Regions from separate parts of the Hordeum vulgare genome. Here region 1 is linked to region 2. A link is a contact called in public Hi-C data. All regions are on one chromosome and are shown on one strand. Each heading gives the region's core, a stretch centred on a gene start, on an enhancer-like site or on the middle of the called end of the contact. The rest is flanking DNA. Distances are from core to core; before and after follow the strand shown.

Region 1 (4,594 bases), core at 1,279-3,778, 100 kb after region 2:
GAATTCACTCTAAAGAAAAATACAAATTTGGGAGCTTTTCTAATAATTGTGAATGTTTTTTGAAACTCGTGAATATTTTTTGATTCAATGAACACATTTTGAATTTTGGGAATAAATTTTGGATTCAATGAATATTATATTTTGTGCACAACTTTTTTGAATGCATGAATATATTTTTGAATCACTGAGTATTTATTGAACATATGATTTGTTTTGAAGTTTTGGGATTTTTTTGAAATTCCTGAACAAATTTCATTTTTGTGAACGTTTTCTAAAATTTCATGAACACTATTTGGATTCAGAAAATTTATTCTAACTAGCCAATAGATTTTGAATATGCAAACATTTTTAAAAATTGTAAACATTATGTGAATATGCAAACATTTTTAAATGTCATGAATTTGTTTGTAAGGTGCAAAAACATTATGATTTCTAGGATATTTTGAAAATTATGAACTTTTTCTTCCGAATTCACTATTTAGTTATGATTTCTTGGAAATTATTCTTCAAATTTGCAATTATTTATAATTTTCCATTTTCATATCCTTAATTATTTTAAAGGGAAAAGTCAAAACCGAAAAAATAATAATGAAAAAACAGGGGTTGTCCTACGCCGCGCATGGGTCGCTTAATCAGATGTTCGGTAGCGCGGGTGGGCGATGCTTAATTTCATTTTTATTTTATTAGTTTTTAGCCAGATTTCTGTATTGTCTGATTTTTTTTCTCTATCGGTTTTCCTTTTATATGTTATTATTTTTGTTCAAAGAATGATCATAGCTTTATAAAATATCCCAGAAATTTCGGAAATGTTGCGTGTTTTGAAAATGTTTTTCATTTAAAAAGAATTTCACTTGTCAATGAAAATCAATAAAACAGTTGTGTTTTTTTCAGAACGAAAAAGAAACCATTAAAAAATAAAACAAGAAAACGAGAACCTCACGCTAGTATAATTAGCTATGTCTCTCGAGCAACAAATGACTCGACGTAGTCTAGGCACGTGTGAGAAAGGTCGACATGTAGCGCCTTGAGACACTTACTATGTAAATCTAGCACCTTCGATAGTATCCGCACAATATCAATCATATGTCACCCACCAAACACAATGTTTCCGTTAAAACACACATGTTATGCAGGTGGAATGGTAAGTATGACGACACAATTCATGAAAGAATCTAATCCGACATCAGTTGTTGATGGTCGGTGATTCTCTGTAATGGAGGTTGAGGTGTTGGAACGTTAAAAATGTCAAAATGCCGAAGGGTAGCGCACTGGCGGAGGGCTGGTCGGTGCAGCCATGGGGACGGCCTCGGGCTGCGGCAGGGACCACGTGTCGTGGCACTATAGCCCGAAGGGGCGATGTAGCGGCGGCTCGCGGGTCACAGGGACTGCGTGTCATGACACTACGACCCGAAGGGGCTACATAGCGGTAGCGCGCGAGTTGGTGCAGCCACGGGGAAAACCATGGGACGGTGGTGATGCGGCCCAACGGGATGACGTAGCGGCAACTCGTTGCTTGATCAGTGGAGGGGCGCGCTGTTCTCGGGACAGCCTTCATGAAATCTACGAAGGCGCGCGTAACCCATGGGCCAGATCGATCGCAGTGCAAAAATGAGACGTATCACATGCGGGTGGGTTATCAATCTGATCATGCGCGAGGTCGGAGACGTCGCTCGATGAAGGCGGGGTGGCGGCAGAGTCTGAGATGAAGTCGACGACGACATGCATACGAGCCCAACGCGGCCAGAGCTGACAGCCGACCCGAGGTAGTCGGTGAGGCTGGCAGCCGGCATGCTCGACGCAGCCGGAGCCAGCAGCCGGCAAGGCCAACGCGACAGGAGTTGACAGCCGGCTGGGCAGATCGTACATGCGCGACGGAGGCTGGTGATGATGGAGAGGTCCCAGTTGGAGCGCGGGGGGGGGGGGGGGCAACATCTGACGCAAGGCGACGAGCGAGCAGACGCGCGGGGCGACTACTGTGAGGGACCGCCGCATTGTACGAGGCCGCCGGGTCGGAGAAAAGACCGGGTGGTCGCGTCGATGTCGGAATAGAGGCGCGGTGGTCGATGACGGCGACGGACAACGCAAACCTCTCTTAGATTGAGAAACCAAAAAGAAACGTCGATTAAAGGGACCGACAAAACAGAGAAAAGCCCTGAGTAAGGGCTCGGGAAAAGGTCTTTCTAGGGCAGCCGAGCAACACGACCGACGGAAAAACCCTAGGTACGGCCGACGCGGTCCCGAGTGACGGTCATGGAGGCGGATCGGTCTAGAGGCGGCACGGAGCAGAAGCGGCTGCGGCACATAGTCAGATGGATTCGCTGTTCAAAAATCGACCGATTAATCCCTACTCGGGGTGTGACCGCTAAGAAAAGGCCATATCGTCAGCATTAATCTTTTAGGCCGATTTATCGGTATGACAACCGATTTATCGCGAAATTTCCGATTAATCGATATGGGCCCGTGTGTACAGAAATCTGAAAATGGGCCTCGCTTCCCCCTCAAAGCACCAAATATTGCCGCTCGGTAGGCCGATAGGGTTTGCCAGATTCTATCCACACTACACAGTTCGTCCATAACGCCGCAATTCCCCATCCACACTTCCCCCTTCATGTTCCCGATCCACACCGCCGCCGCCACCCTGCTTGCCTCCAGTGGTCGGGGCTAGCCTAGTCGCCGCCTCCTCTTCACAGTCGGAGCTGCCCCACCTCTTCCCCAACAGCCCAGTCGCCGCCTCCCTTTCCATCTCGCGGCTACATCGCCATCTCGCCGGCTCCTTTCCCATCTTCGCGACCACCAGTCTCGTCGAAGCCACTCGCCGGCTCCGTGGAGCATCTCGCCGCCGCCACCACCACTCTTCCGTGACCACCACTTTCGCCCTTCCTCCTCCAGCAGCAGTGAACCGGGGCACCTTCCTGACGGTCGATGACCCGACCATCTCGCCACCGCGAGCACCGCATGCAGCAACACACCATCCCCGACCACACCGTCCTCCAGTAGCAAGCAGGCCAAAGGTTGGACCTGCTTCCATCCGTGCTTCTTTAGTGTAATTCAGGGTTGCCAGCGCATTTTTTGTTTTTTACCGTTTTAGATTCTTTGATAATTTGATGCACTATTGATTTCATGAATAGGTGTTGGTATTGACTGGTATTGTAGATTTGTAGATGATGGTAGTAGATTTTTAGATGCTGGTAATGCATTCAATTTTCTATAAATGTAGGGGATTGGTGGGCAACTTATGGACTACAAACTCCTACATTGATGCACATGGCCATGAGGATACTCAATTTGACCACAAGTTCATCCGATGTGAAAGAAATTGGAGTGTTTTTGAACAACTAATTCTCAACTTGCAAATACTCAAATCCACTACTGCTCAAATCTGATCCTTACTTTGTTTTTGACAATATGTGAATATCTAAGCTTCACTTTGCAATTTGTAGGTAGATGCAAAGAGAAGAAATAAACTAGATGTGCGTCGTAGGGACGATTTAGTTTATGTTCAATTCAATGGAAGAATGCTAGACAAGAGAAAGAAGTAGTCATCATCTTGTTATGTCCTCCTTGGTGAAGATGCTTCCACAGCCCAAGATTGGATATGCGAAGATGCTTACGTTGATGATGAGATGGAGGAAACCGAAGATGACAATGCAATGGAGCCTCGTAGAAGTCTAAGGGTGAGAGAACTACATGAAGTGGAAGAGTTCGTTTCCGATGATGAAATTGACGATGTGCCTATCAATGAGGATGAGATAGAGTTCGAGTCTGATGATGACGGGGTTGGGATAGAAGAAACCAATGACAATGGTTTGTAATTGTCTACTTATCTATAGTATTGTCCTATACTCCTATTTAAAAAAATTAAAGGCATGTTGTTTAACAGTTTCAGTGAAGATTTTTTCTATTTTTATCTTATCAGTGCCTCAAACCTATGACTTATAAAAAAACTGACCGATTAATAGTCCACCGATAAAATTGATTAATCATCCGATTTTTCGATTAATCTCTAATCTTCAACCGACCGAGACGATAAGCGATATCCCAAACAGTGGATCGGTTAAAATGATATCACGTTAGAAAGGAGAAAGGGAGAGAGATTTGGGAAATAGTTGGATTGTATTGCTTTACATGATCAATTAAAAGCAGAAGACAAACTAGAATAATTTTTAATCTATCTTATATTTTCTAATTAATACGATACTAAACAGATCTCAATGTTATTGCTCGTGCTTATGAAATTGCTTCTTCGACGAATCGACGTGCATTTCAAATTATTCTAACATTGTGCGCAAGTCAAAACCGGAAATAATAAGTCGCAAGAAAGAACCGGAATAAAGAGAAGGGCTACTGCCCACGGCCCCATTGTTCACCACTGGTTGATACGATTGTTCGAGACAGTAGCCATACATTGCACAAGTAGCAGTGTGTGTCCTCGAAAAGGCAGCGCGTCCCGTCATCCCATCCGCAGCAGTCTGTTCCCTCGCCGGCCGCGCCTACGCACCAACAACCCTCCTCCCACTTTGAAAAGTATCTGGCCATGCGCACCCAACCGAGCTGCTTTTCCTTGTTTCTGTTGCTTAGCACTTTGTAATCATGA
Region 2 (4,260 bases), core at 32-2,531:
CTTCCCTCAGGACCGAGATGTCCGCCGCACACTGCCGGCATAGCCCCCGGGCCAGGGTGTCCAGCGCGCGGCTGTCCGCCTCGAACCCGGCGTGCTCCATGCGTTTGAACGTCTTCCACGCTGCAGAGACTTCGCCTGCTCGCAGCAGAGCCGGCAGCACAATGCTGAAGCTGATCTTGTCCGGCGGGCAATCGTCGTTGTCGCACATCTCCATAAGCAGGTCATACGCTTTCAGCAGGTTCCCCTCCTTGCAATGGCCATTGAGCAGCGCGTTGTAGGTGAAAATCGTGGGCGAGAGGCCCAACCGGATGGCATCTTCAAAGATGGCCATGGCGTCCTCCGTCCGCCCCACCTTGCAGAACCCGTCCAGCACAATGGTGAAAGTGTAGATGTCCGCCGTCTGCTTGGGCGAGTCCTTGAGCTTGTTGAGGAGGACCCGCGCCTCCTCGAGGCGGCCAACGTAGCAGAGCCCGCCGATGAGGCTGTTATACGTGCGGATGGTGGGCTCGCTCCCGACGGAACGCATGGTGTCGAACACCTCCATGGCCCTGGTGACGCGTCCACGTTTGCAGAGGCAGCCCACGACGGCAGAGAAGGCAGAAACGCTGGGGAGGTAACCGCGAGCTACCATCTCGTCAAGCGTCTCCTTTGCCTCGTCGGGCGCGCCCTTCCTGCAGAAGCACTGCACGGCGATGGCGAAAGAGTGGGCGTCTGGCGCAACCACGCCGTTGGGCTCGAGCGCCCTGAACAGCGCGACAGCGGAGTCGTAGTCCCCGCCCCTCGCGAGCGCGGAGATGATGTCGTTGTAGTCGGAGATGGTGAGCGCCGCATCGTCGCGCTGCAGGAGGTCGAGCACCTTCACCCGCTCCTCCATGGGGAGGCTCATGATCCGCCTCGCGCAGTCACGCGCCCGGAGCTGAGCCTGAGAGCTCCTCCTCCCGCCGCCACTGTCACCCAATTCCCCGGAGCCCGACTCCAGAACTTTGGCTGACGCGGGATGTTGTTCTTTGAGGAGGCTGCCGTTGCCGTTGGACTGGAGCGCGCCGAGGAGCTCCGCGTCGTGGTCGTCTTGCGGTGGTGCTCTACAGAGGCAAACGAACGGCACCGCGGTTCGAGGGGGCAAGGAGAGGACACCATGGCAGCTGGAGGACGGAGGGGAGAGCGGGAAGGAGGAGTGGTAGAGAGACGCCATGGCCGTGGGGGCGGGAGCGTGGCCGCGGGGGGTAAGATCGAGGAGATGGATGGGGTTTGAAGGTGAGAGGATGAGAGGCTCTCGTACAACGCAAGTGTAGCGTCCACGCGCGGAAGACAAGGACTCGTGCGGGCCGGGATTTTTTTCTTCGAAAAGGACCACTAGGTATTGTCAAAAAAGACCAAATGTTGTATATTTTGTAAGAAGAGACCTCACCTCTACGTGGCGGCAAGCGCACCAGATCACGCGTGACACTTGCCGCCACGGGACCAGACGGTTGGGCCTTGCCGCCACCAGGTGAGGCGGTCGGCCTGGGTTTTTGTCCCAGCCAGCCACGCGACGGAACGGGGCCGTGCAGGTGGGACCTGCCACCACCGCTCGAGGCGGCCGGTCAGGACGCTACGCCGCACTGATTCCCACGCGTCGAAAGTGACACACGCTGATTTGCAGGCATCGAAAGTGGCGCTAGACGGCTCCATTTTCTCGCCTAATTTTCATCTGTATCCGCGCCCTTTTTTCCTACTAAATTTTGCATGTTCGCGCCTTATTTTCCCGCCTTCACATCCGTTTGAGACTATAAAAGAAGGCACTGAAACACTCTTCGCCTTCATGACTTTATGTAGTTTTTGTATGATGATGCATCTTAATTTCAAAAATTTAATATATCTTATTTTATGCAAGCAATTATCAATTGAAAAAATGCGTCGAAATATATCGAGAACTTTTATTTCATCAAACTACATAGATGTATTGTACCTATATCTGAAAGTTTGAAACTGACATAGAGAGATACAATAGTTCGCACACATAGATAGACGAATCACCCTACGCGACGATGGCCAGCTGGCCTTTCCCGACGACCGGAAGGTGACAAGCGATTAGGGGGTCTGTGTTCACGTAGACCACGGTCGTACTGTCCCTACTGTTCATGTGTCTGCGACTCATGCATAGGTGGTGGACTCTGCAATTCATATTGTGATGATGACTCGAAATTATAGGTGTATGGCTGTGACTCAGAAGGGATATAAGATGGGCCAATAACGTCCTTCTCGAAAAACTCATTTAGCATTCCTCGGAGCCCGCATTGAGTATCATGCGTTTCTGTGAGTATTTCTTTGTGTACGGCACACTCGGTTTCTTCGTGTTCCCATGATGCATCATGAATTCCTGCACAGAAAAAATGTACGTAAATAAAAGTCATGTAAATGTTGTACACCTGTAATTGCTTATTATACTCGTACATACCTGACCGTTGTTGTAGCTTTGTGATCCCTCACATGTAGTGTGTTGGTTTGTCTGAGACAAACGAGTCTCCTCGGGCATTCCGATCCTTCGCGTGGAGGCATATGGCTGAGATCCGTCACCTTGGGTGTATGCGCCATATCCTGTATATGCATCCTGGTCCATGAAATGAGTCTCCTCGAGCATCGAACCCAAGCCTGGAACATGTACCTGGGATGACTGCCCGTGTAGTGGCAGAGACGAGTCATGTCGTGAAACTGTCGCTTTAGTACTAGGACCCTCTCCCCACCGCCTAGACGACGACGTGGCCGCACACGTTCTATCTGACCTCGGTTCCGGAATGTTGTACGCTTCAGTGGCAACTTCGTTCTCTGTACCGCATCTCATAATCTAGTGGTGACAAATTCGCCAATTCTTTTGTAGACAGACGCCGCTTGAGTACCAATTCCTCGAGCTCGCATTCCTTCCCTCGCCGTCGTCCCTACTTCATTGCAAATATCAATCTGAAAAAAATTGGTTGTTGGTTGCTTGAATTGTTCATGAAATGATGGACCTGAATAGCAAGATGTTGATGATTACCGTGGAGTCACGATAGTAAGCTGATGATGTGTCTATCCGTGTCTGCAAATGTTCCATATGTGTGGGATGTGTTGGCCTCGTAGGTGGTTGACACGTTAGTCTAGTACGCTTGCTCATGTGATAGCAATTGTGGTACGCTTGTGTCATAGTTGCATCATAAGGTCTGCGTAAATAAATAATTACATTACCTTCTCTATTTTATATGTACATAATTAAATTACCCTAAGTAAAATTACCTTTGCTGATGCACTAAATTTTGCAGAGCTTCATTATTCCATTGGTTTATCCATTGAATGTTTTCTGCATTCCAATCGATACCAGATCTGCCCATATTGCTCATCCTGAAATTTAGATAATAAAAAGTAAATTTTATGAATTAAAAAGACATTAACTATTTAGGCACGTAACATCTTACTTACTTATGAGTTTCTTCGTCGATACATATTGGAACCGATGGTGGAATATCTTGATGTAGACCGAACTGTCTCATGACACGGCCAGGATTGTACGGTTCCACAAACCACAGATATAATAAATTGCGGCGAGTCATCAAGAAGGGACTATCTCTCACGCATTCCACTCGGTTAAGTTGCGAACCAAATACCATTTCAATGTCTACCTCAATCCACAGGTTCCATGTGATTAGTGAGTCGTCAAGAAGCTCAAACTGATCAGGGTATGTGGGGTAACAATCTTTCGCAATTTTAGTAGACCATTTTTTCCAACCGAGCGTCCACCGGCTGGACATAGTTACAACGCCCGCACGATAATCGTACGGGGTTCCCGGACCTACTATCTGGGTCGTCCTACAAGTAAGTATTTTCGTGACCACAATTGTAGAAACTCGTACGAGATACAAAGTAGTGGAGCTTTAGCTGCGAATGAAGTTTTTTGAGTGGCATCACACAACCCTCCGTATGTGTGAGAAAGGATAGCAGAACCAAACCTATATGGTGGATCCACGTCAAATGGTTCGTCCACTATCTTTGCGGCAAAGTAGATGAGATCGGGCAAAACTACCTCCCCGTGAGAATTGGGAAAAATCACTGTCGGGACCCCGATCCTAAGCCATACGATTCCAGCTTGTAACACATCATATCACTTTGTGGCCTCCCGCACGGTAATCACCACAGCTGCCACCTTACCTTGGTCGTGACCGTTTGCGCATTTTGGCTCACGTATATGACTATGTCACCAGTAAACATATGTCAGAGAACCCGGATCGACATGGCTAGTTGTAAACCCAA

The links. Hi-C and Micro-C count contacts between places; a contact is called where the count stands out from the background.
Region 1: a contact with region 2 is called in a Hi-C map of leaf, with 2.6 times the contacts expected there. The contact joins the enhancer-like site here to the promoter of LOC123446505 in region 2. A contact is called at or near these places in 2 of 6 Hi-C or Micro-C datasets (leaf and seedling).

Annotation. Positions count from the first base shown.
Region 1 is chr4H:392,723,078-392,727,671 of MorexV3_pseudomolecules_assembly, forward strand. No RefSeq gene overlaps it. Among protein-coding and RNA genes, the nearest start is that of LOC123446505, 100 kb to the left of the region's middle. Within about 2 kb of position 2,529, at least 2 of the 3 cell types and tissues checked have open chromatin away from gene starts, as enhancers often do. A contact at or near this core is called in leaf, where this site is marked.
Region 2 is chr4H:392,624,160-392,628,419 of MorexV3_pseudomolecules_assembly, forward strand. It overlaps LOC123446505 (putative pentatricopeptide repeat-containing protein At3g16710, mitochondrial), which reads right to left and starts at 1,282. Exons shown (of 1, transcript XM_045123082.1): 1 at 1-1,282. The coding sequence starts at 1,192.